2 separate regions of the Danio rerio genome follow, and region 2 is linked to region 1. Evidence: chromatin contacts called from public Hi-C data. All regions are on one chromosome and are shown on one strand. The core of a region is the stretch at or near the end of the contact, and the rest is flanking DNA. Distances in the headings are between cores, read along the strand shown.

Region 1 (6,895 bases), core at 208-2,707:
TCCACAATGATAGAAATTCTATTATACTCTGATATATTTTAGAATTTAGAAGGACTGCAAGCCTAGATAAGCACCAAAATGTAATGCAAACTTTCAAGTAAATTTAAAAAGAAAAAAGACAGACACTAGGCAGCAAAATACAATCCATTTGCCTGACCACTGAATCTGATATGCGAACGAAGGCAGCACAAGGAGAAATTTGCATGACCAAGTCATTTGAAAATTATTCTATTTATCATTGTACAAACTTACACTACACTAGCAAGGTAAAACTATGTTTAAAATATATATTTTAATAAAATTCTTTGATTTTTCATCTGCATGTTGGTTGCCCTAAAGATATAAGTGGTTGTTGTGCTTATTTCTCTATTTTAAAGTAAATTATAAAAGAAACATAACATACACATGGAAGATTTTTGCTGAGCCACACAAATCGAAATGACCAAGGAAATTCTCAGAAATTATTGACCATGGATATTGACATATACAGAAAACTGTACGCAAGTACTAAGAATTCCTAAGATTATAGTGCTTTATCACATCTGACTGATGAAATATATCCTGAAATATTCAATACACTAAAAAACAAATCTGTAAAGATTCCACAAATACAAAACATTAACTGATTATTACAAGCCACTCGGATGAGTCTTCAAGTATGTGAAGTCAAAAAGAGTATTTATACACTGTGATGTTGAAAGGTCTGAGCTCATGCCTACAGGTCAAGCACTCCTGACACATGAATGTTGACTCACCCATCTGCCCACATCTCTCCCATTCTCCATATTTTCAACCTTTAGATCCAGACAGTGTAAGGATCAGTCCATGTACTCCAGAAGCCCCCAAACTCTGCTGAAAGCACAGCTCACAGGGAAGAGTTTTAACCTCGCTGCCCTCAACAGTACTAGGATTGTTCATGCCATTTAACTTCATTTTAGCAACTGCAAGGAATACAGTGTTAGGGTTTGTTTTGCTGGGACATACGGGCAGGAAACCTTCAAGTATTTGAGCAGGACAGGAAGAACATCAGCTCGTGACTCATGATGATGCTCAGACTCTCAACATGAGCTCTAATCTGCTTTATTATCCTCTCATATAATACAATCACTCAGCAAACCAACGACTTAAACGCTTGTATTTTCCTGTCGTGCCGTGACATGACAACAGATTCATAAACATGACGATCTATATAACCGCTTGTGTCTTTCCATGTATGACAGCATGTAGCTCATATGAAAGCTATAACAACATACATCTCTGTGCCTCATTCTGAAACGTTACCTTATCCTCCGAGTGTTGATGCTTCAGCTCTTTATCCGTCGCTCCTCGCTGTCGTAATTCTGTCATGGTGGGCTCGGTTTGGTGAAAATAGAGGCCTGGCGAAGAAGCAATCTTTGGGGGGTTGCTGTTCGTTTTCAATGATTGTTATTGGGACGGGAAAGGGAGATCGAGACTGCGCATGCGTGCAGAGAGAACGAGAGCGAGTGAACGAGCGCCACCAGTGGTGAGTAGCGTCAAAACAGGCAGATAGATGAGGATAGATGAGGATTGTTAATGAAAAATGAGAAGGAAGATTGTGGACATTAATTAATTAGATATTTCGAGAAAAACGGCTGTTTTTCTAAAGTGGAAATTTAATTAAATCATTATTGTAATTTGTTTCATTATTATGCATTTATTCATCATCATCATGTACTTGTTAATTAAGCTAAATTCTTAGACTATTGCTATTATGCTATCATGAGCTCTCAATTTATAACAATTAAAAATTAAGCCTACAATAAGATTATAATTTTATATTAAATGATTTGACTGTCATTATTCAACCATGGTATTTTTATTGTAATAAATACTGACACATTGTATATACTGAGAGAGACAGAGAGAGAGGGAGAGAGAGAGAAAGAGATAACAGTTTACCTTAGTAGTGGGTTAAGATGCTTCCATTCAACTATTTTTAGCAAAAAATAAAATAAAATGAATTGTTTTCATTGTTATATTTAAAATATAACAACATATATTGAATAGATATACTAACATGCTATTGCTAATAACAAATCTTACAATTTAATCTGCACTTTCTTGAAAAATGTGAACTGATCCTAATATTAATTCCTTACATTTTATAAAGCGCTCCTATAAAAAAAAATCTCATCCACCACCATTGTGTAGGATCCATGTGCATGTGACGACAGCCATATTGCGCCAAACCGCACACCACACAGCAGCTGTTTGGTGGAAAGCAGACTAGGATGACATGGGGATGGTTAGAGGGCCATGATGGACAGAGGCCAGTGGGGAAATTCGGCCCTTACTCTTTTTTTTCTAAGGACTTCACTGAGCAGTATAGAGTCCCCATAGATATTTACATTGGATGTCCCATACGCTGTTGTTGTCTATTGGAAGGAATGCGTCAATAGAGCCGCCTTTTAAGTACAGGATAGCACTTCTTTGAAATGAATGTGAAATCAGGGTGCAGTGGAGGACTGGCCATCCAGAGCCAGAGATATATACACATATTTACATATAATCTATGATTGAGGGTTTCCGAGAGGGGTCAGGATACAGACCTGGTGCAGTGTAATCTGAGCTGCATCCAATGCTTTTTAATTGGCTCAGTTTACCCCACCCCTCAAAGTAATGCCACTAGCTCCATTAAAGTGCATTGTATCTGACATTGCATCGCTGAGTGATGCAATCTCAGCTTGCATCATAAAGACTGCATCCAGATACTATTACCCAGTGGTCAGTATATGCAATTTTTTTTAAATGACAAAATTTATCATTTTACATCCCTTTTCTGCATCGATGGATAAGTAACTGCACGGGCATTGCCGACAAAGAGCATGTGTTTGTGTGCATGGAAATGTATTTTAAGGATATATAAAAAAGGAAGCAATTCATTTGTGAATGAATTTCTGTTATGAACGGCTCATTCACTTAGCCGACAATAATACAAGTTTCTAGCACTGCAGCATATTGTTTTCATATTTCATTTACATTGCTAGCTAAATTTTATTCAACAAAATTAGCATACGCCTGATATTTAGTGCAAGTTGGTGCTACTTTGCCGTATGGTCAGTGCAGTAAGTGACCGTATTATCATCAATACTTATTTAGCACAAAAGTTTGTAACACAAAATTGTAAAAAACTAAATCTTACCAATGAAATGTTCAGCCTTCGCGCTTTGTTTTCTTTGTTTGCTCGTTACTAGACCCGTATACAGCGCAAAAGTCCAGCATCTTCACATTGGCTTTAGTCTTAGTGCAGTTGAATGACATTTGTCCTGGAAGAACTTAAATGTGGCAGTACTATTGACGCAAGCAATATCTAGTCTATATATCTATGTAGAGTCCCCATCAATACACTGGGGTGTTAGGACCCACAGAGACCACAGGTTGAGCCCCTCCTGCTGGTCTCACTAACACCATTTCCAGCATCAACTAGCTTTCCCATGAGGTCTCCCATCCAGGTACTGACCATACGCAGCCCTGCTTGGCTTTAGTGGGCAACCATGTGAGAGATCTAGAACTAGCTTCTGGCAAGTGTTGATGGGATGGTCCATTCAGAAATGGAGATTTGCTGTTCATTTACTCATTCTCAGGTCATTAGAGGTGAGTATTTTCAACAGAACATTAAAGAATATTTTTTAGCTGAAGACCGTGGTGATATGATGATACATTCTAGCAAGTATTGTTGAAAAATGGCACATCTTAAATGGTCTAAATTACAGCAGATTGGTCATTTAAGGGAAGCACCTCAAAGGGGTTTGTTTTTTTATTTATGTTAAACAGATGATTTTACAACAGTAATTGACTTTCAGTATTATATACATCTTCTTTTGTGATCAAAAGAATTTCATAAAAGTTTGAAACCACTTTGTGTAAGTAAATAGTAAGTAAATTGTCATTTTTAGGGTGAAATATCCCTTTAATGCCATTTAAAGCACCTCACGTGATCTAATGAAATTGGCCAAATCTTGGCCTCATCTTAAGTAAACTAAAATCATCTGGGCCTATAAAAGTTTTAACATTCAAACATTTAATTTCTGTTGATTTGAAATTGTTTTAAGCGTCAAATTGTTTGATTACGTGTACAGGGCGTTTCTGTTGACTTTCTCCTATACCAGTTACACATAAACAGATTAAACACCGCCATCTTCCGGACGTACATGTAAACATCATCCATATGATCCTACCTGCGTGTCTACGATTTAAGTAGCAAAATTTCAGGATTTCAGTCGCTCCTTTAAACATAAACAAAGTTACAAGCCACGAGCATCTTTTGTTTCTAACATATTAAAAAATGGCCTTTAAATATACTTCATTTAAACCTTTAAAAATAGGTCGTGGTGGCCGTAGGTGCAGGCCTTTTGAGTTAGACCAACTAAGCTTTTTGAAACATTTTTGAATAAAGTCATGTGCACCCACGAGATTACGGCTTTAGTCATATCAGTAGGCAGCAGCAGAGAAACATGAACAAAAATCACTGAGCGCATCATCTTTCATTTAATTTCACTTAAAAAAAAAAAAAAATCTTATAGTCAAAAGGTGGCTGAACTAAGCTTTGCAGTTACTGGAGCATAAGATAATACAGGCATGTGGATACCTGGAAAAAAAAAACAGACACAGATGTTTTCATGTAACAATGTGTTATTGCCTAATGCATGTGAAATTTCAGAGTTTAGATAAACAGATGTGAAATGTTTTATGTACATGTTTATTGAATAGAAAACAATTTTGTAGTGCAGTAACTTATGACATTAAGAAAGATCTCAATGTAAAGGACCAATTAATTTAAAAATAGACATTTCTATTTAAAACTGTAAATAAAATGCTCAGGTACAAATTAGTATATTTAACATGAGAATTAAATGATTAAACTACAGTAATTACAGCTGACAAAAGCAGAGTAGTTGATAAATGTTTCAAGTACCACTGGAAGAAACATTTCAGTTAATGAATGCAATTCTTAGTGCTTATCCACATTGTGTCTTCAAGCTTAAGTTTTCAAGTTCATTCTCTTCACAAACTGCCAATGCATTCATCCTCATTTCCGCATCAATAGTCTGTTTGAACGAAGACTTTCGGAGTTCAAAAGTGATTCAAAGAGTTTTTTTTAAAGCACATTAAGTCCTTCAGATCTACTCTGTTCTCCACAGAACATACTTCCACCAAAAATGTGGCATTCAGAGCAGTTTTGATGCTGTCTTTTTGCCTTGGTGTCTTGAAAATGTAACTATCAAGTCATTTTTAAACTTAATCCTCAAGACGATTTTTACAAAATGGTCGCCAATAATATTTTGATTTCTCAGTGAGAGCTGTCAATCCTTTTCCGTCTGTCTTTAGCACCAGTCAAACCTCTGTCCCACCATTCGGAAAAAGATTTGATTAGGTACTCGCAAGTAGCGGCAAAGCTTCTGGAAAGCCTCATTGCTAAGTGGAGCATGTGGCCTTCCTTTAGACTCATCCAGGCACTTGTCATGTCCTGCCGACAGCATACAATAAAAGCCCTTGGTGACATTAAAGTAGAAGTTGTCCGGCTTTATCTGAGGCGGAAGTTCCAAAAAAGTCTCTGCTTTCTGCAGCTCCGGGAATGGATTACGAATCAGTGCTTCTCCATCCACAATGTGTATCTGCTCTCGGGGGAAAAGCTCCAACCATCTGGCCAGGTGCTGGTAGTAAAAACTTCTCTGAAGGGCCTTGTATTTGGGGTTGATGTGTCCTTGTGAAAGCAGCAGCTCTTCCAGTGACTGGTATGGCTTGTTTTGCTGAATTCGGTTGTGGAGAACTTGCGTATAATCTGATACGAGCCTCTCTGCGGGGTCACGAATGATCAAAAGCAGTTTCACTGCTGGATTCATGGCCCAAATCCTCCTTGGGGCTGGTGGAGCTGTGAAGTAGCCAGGAGTCTTTTCCACTGTCAGCTGCCCAGGAAGGGTGATGGGCATCTGGGATCGATACCAATCCAGACCCTTCCGAAAGTTTTCATCCAGGTTGAAGTAATGGATCTCGGTCTTGGCGACTTCCACATCTGGATGGAGGTTGAGCATCTCCAGGAGGGCCCTGGTGCCTCCTTTGCGCACCCCGATGATGATGGCCCCTGGGAGACGTTGCAAAGTCGAAGCATTAGAAGGTCCAGAAGGTGTCGCTGAAGTCACTAAGTCCAAAGTGTCTTGTAGTTCATGTAGACAAACAAGCAGCTGCGCCTGGAGCAACAGCAGCAGGACCAAAGCCAGGAGAAGCGTCCACAGCATGGCGTCTGTCCAGTCAGGTCAAGGGCAGCTCACAATCCTACGCACGCAGCTGGAGATCACACACACACACCACAGCTGTCTGTTTGCGTCCTGAAATCGGCTTCTGAAACAGAAAGGAAATTAATTATTATGCAGAGAAAATAAATTGCAAGACCCACAGGAAGGTATTAATTATTCATGACATTAATCACAAGTTGAAAATCCCCAAAAAACATCAAGCGAATCATTGTCAGGCAAATTCGAGTTAGTAACATGACAAATGGAAACATATGGAAAAAGAAAAAACAGCAGGGCAGGGGTGTATTTCCTTGGTGTGATTTAATTAACGGAATTATTAAAACAGAGAGAGAAGATATGCATTAAACATTCATGAGCGGTAGTGCTTCAGAAATCTCTGTGGGTAAATGTACTCGTCCCAATCCCACTGCAGTCTCACTGCTCTCCTCTAGTGGACACTAATGGAACCACGCCTTAAAATAACCCACATTATGAGTCACAGTCATTCCAGTTGAGCTGCGTGAGTCACGCTGAGTTAATGGCTCAGTTCTGCAATAAAGGGTACATATTGGTACCCTTAATAGTATGTATTAGTACCAGAAGTACACATTATAGTACTTAAAGTGTACTAAAGTATAGTT
Region 2 (6,392 bases), core at 821-3,320, 49 kb before region 1:
CACATTAAACTCATCTCACATTTTAAATTATTGATTGATTATTAAATAATTGAACTTTAATTTAGAAACACACTTTAATGGAAATAGTACTGATGTAAGCTACATTTTTAATTTGCAAGATAAAACATGAAATAATTTTCAGTGTAATTCTCACTACTCTTGAATACTTTTAGAGGCGCTATCTTTTGAGTAATTAGAAAAGGTGCTTTTACTTGTGTTTGATTTTTCAGTTCTCTTTACACCACTGCTGTATATACAACACATCAAACATTGAAGCAGATGAACACACCATTGTCACTTCATATGATCAATCTGCAACATTTCTTCTGGGACATATGGTTGCTTGGGCAAGCATTTACATAAGCAGCTTGTAAGCGAGTGGAGGTATTCTTAAAACATTTTGTATTAATAGTATTAGTATTAACCGAGCATCATTTATAAAACACAGACAACCTGAGTTGTTGATCATAACCATCCATTTATCATGCTAGTGAGTTTTTTTCAACATGACTGAGTTCGTAAGTTTATTATACCAAAATGTCCTCTACAGTCACCTAAAGTCAATCCAGTAGAGCACCTTTGGAATGTGTTGGAAAATTACAGAAAATCTGCTGTATGATGCTGTCATATTAATATGGGTAAAATATTTAATGAATGTTTTCAGCATCTTTCTTAATTTAAATAAAGACAGTACTAGCTAAATGTAAGTAATAGGGTGACCTAACGTCATCTTTTCCCCAGACATGTCCTCTATTTTAGGCTAAAAAAATGTGTTCAACCAGGATTTCTAAATCTCCACACATTTCTGAGATTCGGCTTTTGCCTTGTAAAATTGTCATTAATTGTATGGATCAGCTTTTACCTGTTCGTGGGTGCCAGGTGGTATATAGCTCCTGAGTAGTGTAAAAGTACTAAATAAAATAGTGGATTTTTGTTTATTTCTTCATTTCTTTTATATTTTAGTGTTTCTTTTTCAACAGGTTCGATGTCTTTAAGTTCAAAGCTGTTAAATACGTAAAAAAAAATTACAAATTAGTTTGTTGTATATTATTGGGGACCAAAAGTTGAATGGAAAGTTTGTTATTACTTTATGTATTTAAGTCGCTTAAATACAGTTTCATAATTTGTTTAAGTGCAAGTATTTTACAGCTCAAACAAGCAATTTAGTCTAGGAGTAACCTTAAGCCATGTCTGTAAAGCTTGGCTATAATATTTTATCCATTTTAGGATGATAACTGACCTTTCATCATACTAATAGCATCCTCGACTTGTGGTTTGAACAAGTTCACTCCCATCACTGTGGCCAAATTCTCAACACTCATCTTATTCACCTTTGAGTTTTGCTGGACCTCAAAAAGGAATCTGCAATAACAAACATGACCATACGTCATACGAGGCAGATGTTAATGTTATCAGTGCATTTTCTTTTTACATTTTTAGAATGATTCATACCTGCAGATGTAACTCAGGAGGTTGTAGTTCACTTTTGGCAGTAAACTAATTTGTTTCTCCAGCTTCTCTTTGCCCTTGGATTGATCAGATTAAATGCAGTTAGTCGTAAAATCAACACTCATCTGAAAGACAATGTTTTGTGAAGGTGATTCTCACAGCTGCGGTGGTGGCATCCAGCATCAGAGTGCTGTCAAGAAAGTCCTGATATTGAGTCCAGGGCACAACGGGTTCAGGAAGCTCTCTCAGGTACAGCTTGAGTAATGACGCCACCGTGTGGACATCAGTGTCACTGCATCCAAAAAGGTTTGAACGAACTTTTAATTTGATATTGATGTCTATGAACGTTGTTTTTTCAGTCTAAATATATGTTCATGTTTAGGATTGCAGTGGTTTGATATCTGATATGTGCGTGCGTTGAATGGCAAGATCTTTGTTAGTCAGGACAGGATGTGGCTCAGCCACAGTTCAATGCATAGAAGGTTCCTCTGAAACACTCTGCATTTGTATCTCCCTCTCAATCATTTTACCCAGCATTCGTTCTCTTGCTTTCACATGTCACTCTCTCTCTCCCTTGCTCAAATCTAGAACAAACTTTTTGGGTCAAACCCTTTACCTACACTACTTCCTCTTAAAAGCAGTCTGCATTGTGTTTCACCATAAATGGTCATGTAGTGTGTGGTTATCCACATAAAAGCCCCATTCTCATGCAAGCTTAAAAAAAAAAAAAATTTTTAAAAATAGAAGACTGTAAACACTGGCCATCTGACATAAAAAAAGAGGTGTGAAACATTTTAGAAGATGGTGATTGTTTCTTGATTTCTTGTTAGAAATTAATTTAATTATTTGTGTAATTTCCTCTTGACCAGGGAGGACTAATCCAACACAATTCAAAACAAATTAACTGTCAAATTTTTTAATACTATAACCAGATAAACAGTCATATCAATAAACTAATGGGGGAAAGAACAATGAAAGCATGTCAAGCTGAATGGGGCAAGAAAATGAAACAAGAAATCCATAACTGTAACAGCAGTGTACAAGACAATCATAATGTTTTATAACTGATCATTTTACATTAACTCTTCACTTTTGAGAATGATAATATGCATACTTCATATGCAGTATCAAGGTTTTTAAAATCAAATATATGCTTCCTATTGAACTTTCTCCTTATTAAAGAATCCAGACTATACAAAAATGAAAATAGTTTTCAACATTGATCGAAATCAGAAAACATGCAAAGTAGAAGAATCATGTGACATTGAAGACTGCAGTAATAAATATTTGAAGAGTTCAGATGCAAAAACATCTAAATGCCTTCTGAAATATGGCCTAAAATGACAACTTTTTTCAAGTTTATGTTCAGTTATTTCACCTGAAAGTCAATGAAAATAACTTGTTCGTCACTATAAAAGTAAAATTACTGAGCAACTGAGAAAAACTATAATTTTAGAAGAAAATATCAAATGGCTTTTAGAGGTTTTTGCATCTCTTCATTTATTGATGAAAAATGAATTCAAATTTTAAAATACTAAAATGGAAAATAGCTATTGAAAAGACTCAGACTCAACTTTATTATCACGTGTAGGGAAACTAAAACTGCAGCAAGGTGCTGTGACACAGACGAACTTCCATGTACACATTGATAAAATATTACCCCACAACATACAATAAATCACATTGTAGGTGCATCTCCCTCCCCCTGGACTCATTTAATGACCTAGTGGTCACTATTATAAAAGAATTTCTAACTCTATTTGTCCTACAAACTCTAAAATGACGTCCTGATGGCTAAAACACAGAGTACAAAGGGTGATCCAGGGTGCATAGGATACCCTGGGTTCTCTTTTAAACACCAGTATGGTAAATTACCGTTGGACCAGTTTGGTTAAAACCAATGATCTTCACTGCCACCTTCACCACGCTACTTAACCTGTTCTTGTTTAACACACTTAGATTACTGTACCAAGCTACAATGCAGAAAGATAAAACAGATTCAATTAATTGTTTCTGAAAAATGTCATCATAGAGGTACAAACCTGAAAAGATCCGAGTTTCCTCAGAAAAAAACAGTCTTTGTTGGACTTTTTATAAACAGCCTGAGTGTTAGGTTGAAATGTCAACATATTGTCAATAACAACCCCTAGATATATATGTGTGTCCACAATTTCAATGTCCAAGCCTTTAAGTTTTGTTATGTTGGGGGTAGGAGAAGCCTTCCTGTAATCTATCACCATGTCTTTTGTTTTATTTACATTCAACTGGAGAGAAAATCTATCACACCAGGAAGTAAATTCTTCTACAACAGGACCATGCCCCAAAATCCTGATCGCGGAGGAGACTCACAATCACCGAATCATCAGCATACTTTATGATATGACAGTTCCCGTACAGTATATACTCCGACAATCATTAATACACATGACGAACAGAAGAGGTGAGAGGCAACAACCTTGAGGGAACCCAGTAGAACAATACTGTAAGTTAGAAAGAGCACCATTGTCTCTGACACACTGCAAGCGTCTTACTAAAAAATCCAGAAACCATTCACAAACATTAAAATCCAAGTTAAAAAGAGAAATTAATTTCTCAACCAACAAATGTGGCTTCATAGTATTAAAAGCAGAAGAGAAATTAATAAACAACAATCTGGCATGGGTCTTAGACTTCACCAGATGATTAAACAGGTCATTTAACAGTGTAAGATTAGCATCTTCAACCCCCCTGCTCTGTCTGAATGCAAACTGCAATGAATTAAATTTGTCCTTTGACTGCAATAAAATCTCACCTTTAATAATTCTCTCGAAACACTTCATAACTAATGAGGTACGGGCAACAGGTCTGAAATCATTTGACTCCCGGGAAACTTACTTTTAGCTATAGGAACGATAACAGATTTCTTCCAAATTGTCATGTATAGATGTAATACTATTTAACAATATTTTTGATGAAATAAATGCAGCCATGGCAAGAGACATGAAAAATCTTACTGACCCAAACTGAACCCAAATAGTAGTGCAACATGGTAGTATCATGGTATTCTTTGAAGTACATTGTAAATGTCAGGATACATGACATTATATATTATAAATTATATATTATAAATTATATATATATATATATATATATATATATATATATATATATATATATATATATATATATATATATATATATATATATATATATATATATATATATTACTGGACAAGCAATACAGCAATATTTTGTTAATAAAATTCTAATTAGTTTTCTACACACATCTCTGAGTAATTTTGCACAAAGTCACCTAGACATGTGCAACTTTACCTGGGGAATGAGGGTCTTTCTCCAGCGTCAAAGGCTTCTCTGAACTGCTTCACCTGGTTGTCCTGTCCTGGCAGGCGGAAGATGCCCTCCTCAACCAGACCATGCTCTCTGATGAATTCAGCACACTTCTCTACCAGGATGGGCACCAGACGAGCCCCAAATTTTCTCTCATACACCATGATGTCTGAAAGGCTTTTCCCAAATACTTTGAAGAAAGAAAAAACCATTTTATTGCATTGCAGGCTTAGCCCTAAAAGGGGCAAAATTGATTTTGTTTATAAAAACTATAACGTTTTCTTTTAAAGTTAAGTGTTATCTAATCATGTGTATGCATATTTGTTTTAATAAATGTGTACATTATTCATAATATAGCTTTAAATGTTTGAATCTCAGGGAATACATAAACCCTTTTAGGGTTAAATCTATAAAAAGTCAAAACGTTGGTCCCAGACTAAAATAAAAGTCAGATTTTTTTATTTCAGACAAAAGAAACTTGCACAGACTGATCTTGCACGGACTGATCTACATACTACTCATTAAGTTTGTTTTGGATGGATACCAGTAATGTTTTTTCTAAGGAAAATTATTTTAAAAATGACTTAAGTGTCCTAACAGAACTATAGACTAATCCTGGCTTAGTCTAAGCCATGTTTGTGAAACCAGACTTTAGAGTATTACAACACAGCCAAGCTCTAGTTAACAAGAGCATATTTACATTAGGGATGCACAGATATGAGATAAGCACAAGATTTGGAAGATTTTAGCGCAAGATTTGGGCTAAAACCAGTAAACATTTTATTTGAAACTGATAACCGCTATATACTGTAGTCCGATAAAATATAATCATCTCTAAACCTAATTATGAAAGCAAAACTTGAACTGCAACAACTATATTTTTCTTTATTTTTTTTACAAAACCATTAACAAATTGCAATACAGATGTCCTATGTTTTTCATTGAAAAACTTGTATACTGCTGACATTGCGTTTTCTTCAAAAAAATCTTTTTTTAAATGCATGTTTGCTGGGTATAAAAATTTTATCATATGAAACACATCTAAATCGATTGAATAACCAGCGGAAATATCCCATCTTTTTAAATATTAAGAAAGAAGACTGGGCCAAAATAAAAACATTAAAAATAATAATTGAATGGATGGTACTGACATGCTGTCAATATTTTGTGCATACCTAATTTACATATATAATAAATTATTATAAACTGTAATGACAAACATGTATTTTAGGCTGGTCCAACTACTTCAAATTCATATTACAGTACATACCATACAAACAGGAGACTCACTAAAATGTAAGGTTCAGTTACAGCCAATATTATTAAGCATAGTTACAGTTCATTTGCTTACTGATTTGATAGATGAGGGGTTTTCATTGAATCATATTACAGTATAGAAGGGCTGGGCGATAATTCGATATCGATAACTATCAAGATATATAATTTTACGATAAACCGATAATGACAGTTCGATAATTGCTCGATAATATTTACGCACTATGCATAACGTTGTGCAAGCATTTTGCAGCTTGCCCTTCTGAATGTTGCACGCAGCCATACAGTGTTTGTTGCTCTTGAAGGAGTACGAAAAAAAATAAGGAAAAAAAGTCAGTCAC

The links. A called contact is a pair of places that touch in the nucleus more often than the background predicts.
Region 2: a Hi-C map of hematopoietic stem cells shows a contact between it and region 1, with 2.5 times the contacts expected there. The contact joins the enhancer-like site here to the promoter of cds2 in region 1. A contact is called at or near these places in 3 of 18 Hi-C or Micro-C datasets (caudal fin, hematopoietic stem cells and an unstated tissue).

Annotation. Positions count from the first base shown.
Region 1 is chr5:21,869,846-21,876,740 of GRCz12tu, reverse strand. It overlaps cds2 (CDP-diacylglycerol synthase (phosphatidate cytidylyltransferase) 2), which reads right to left and starts at 1,457. Exons shown (of 13, transcript NM_201186.1): 1 at 1,282-1,457. The coding sequence starts at 1,347. It overlaps hs3st1l2 (heparan sulfate (glucosamine) 3-O-sulfotransferase 1-like 2), which reads right to left. Exons shown (of 2, transcript NM_001039926.1): 2 at 4,636-6,360. The coding sequence starts at 6,257. The coding sequence ends at 5,346.
Region 2 is chr5:21,919,904-21,926,295 of GRCz12tu, reverse strand. It overlaps arhgap25 (Rho GTPase activating protein 25), which reads right to left. Exons shown (of 10, transcript NM_001126404.1): 4 at 4,762-4,966; 5 at 1,609-1,741; 6 at 1,453-1,517; 7 at 1,241-1,362. Among named protein-coding and RNA genes, the nearest start is that of arhgap25, 11 kb to the right of the region's middle. Within about 2 kb of position 2,070, at least 15 of the 62 cell types and tissues checked have an H3K27ac peak or open chromatin away from gene starts, as enhancers often do.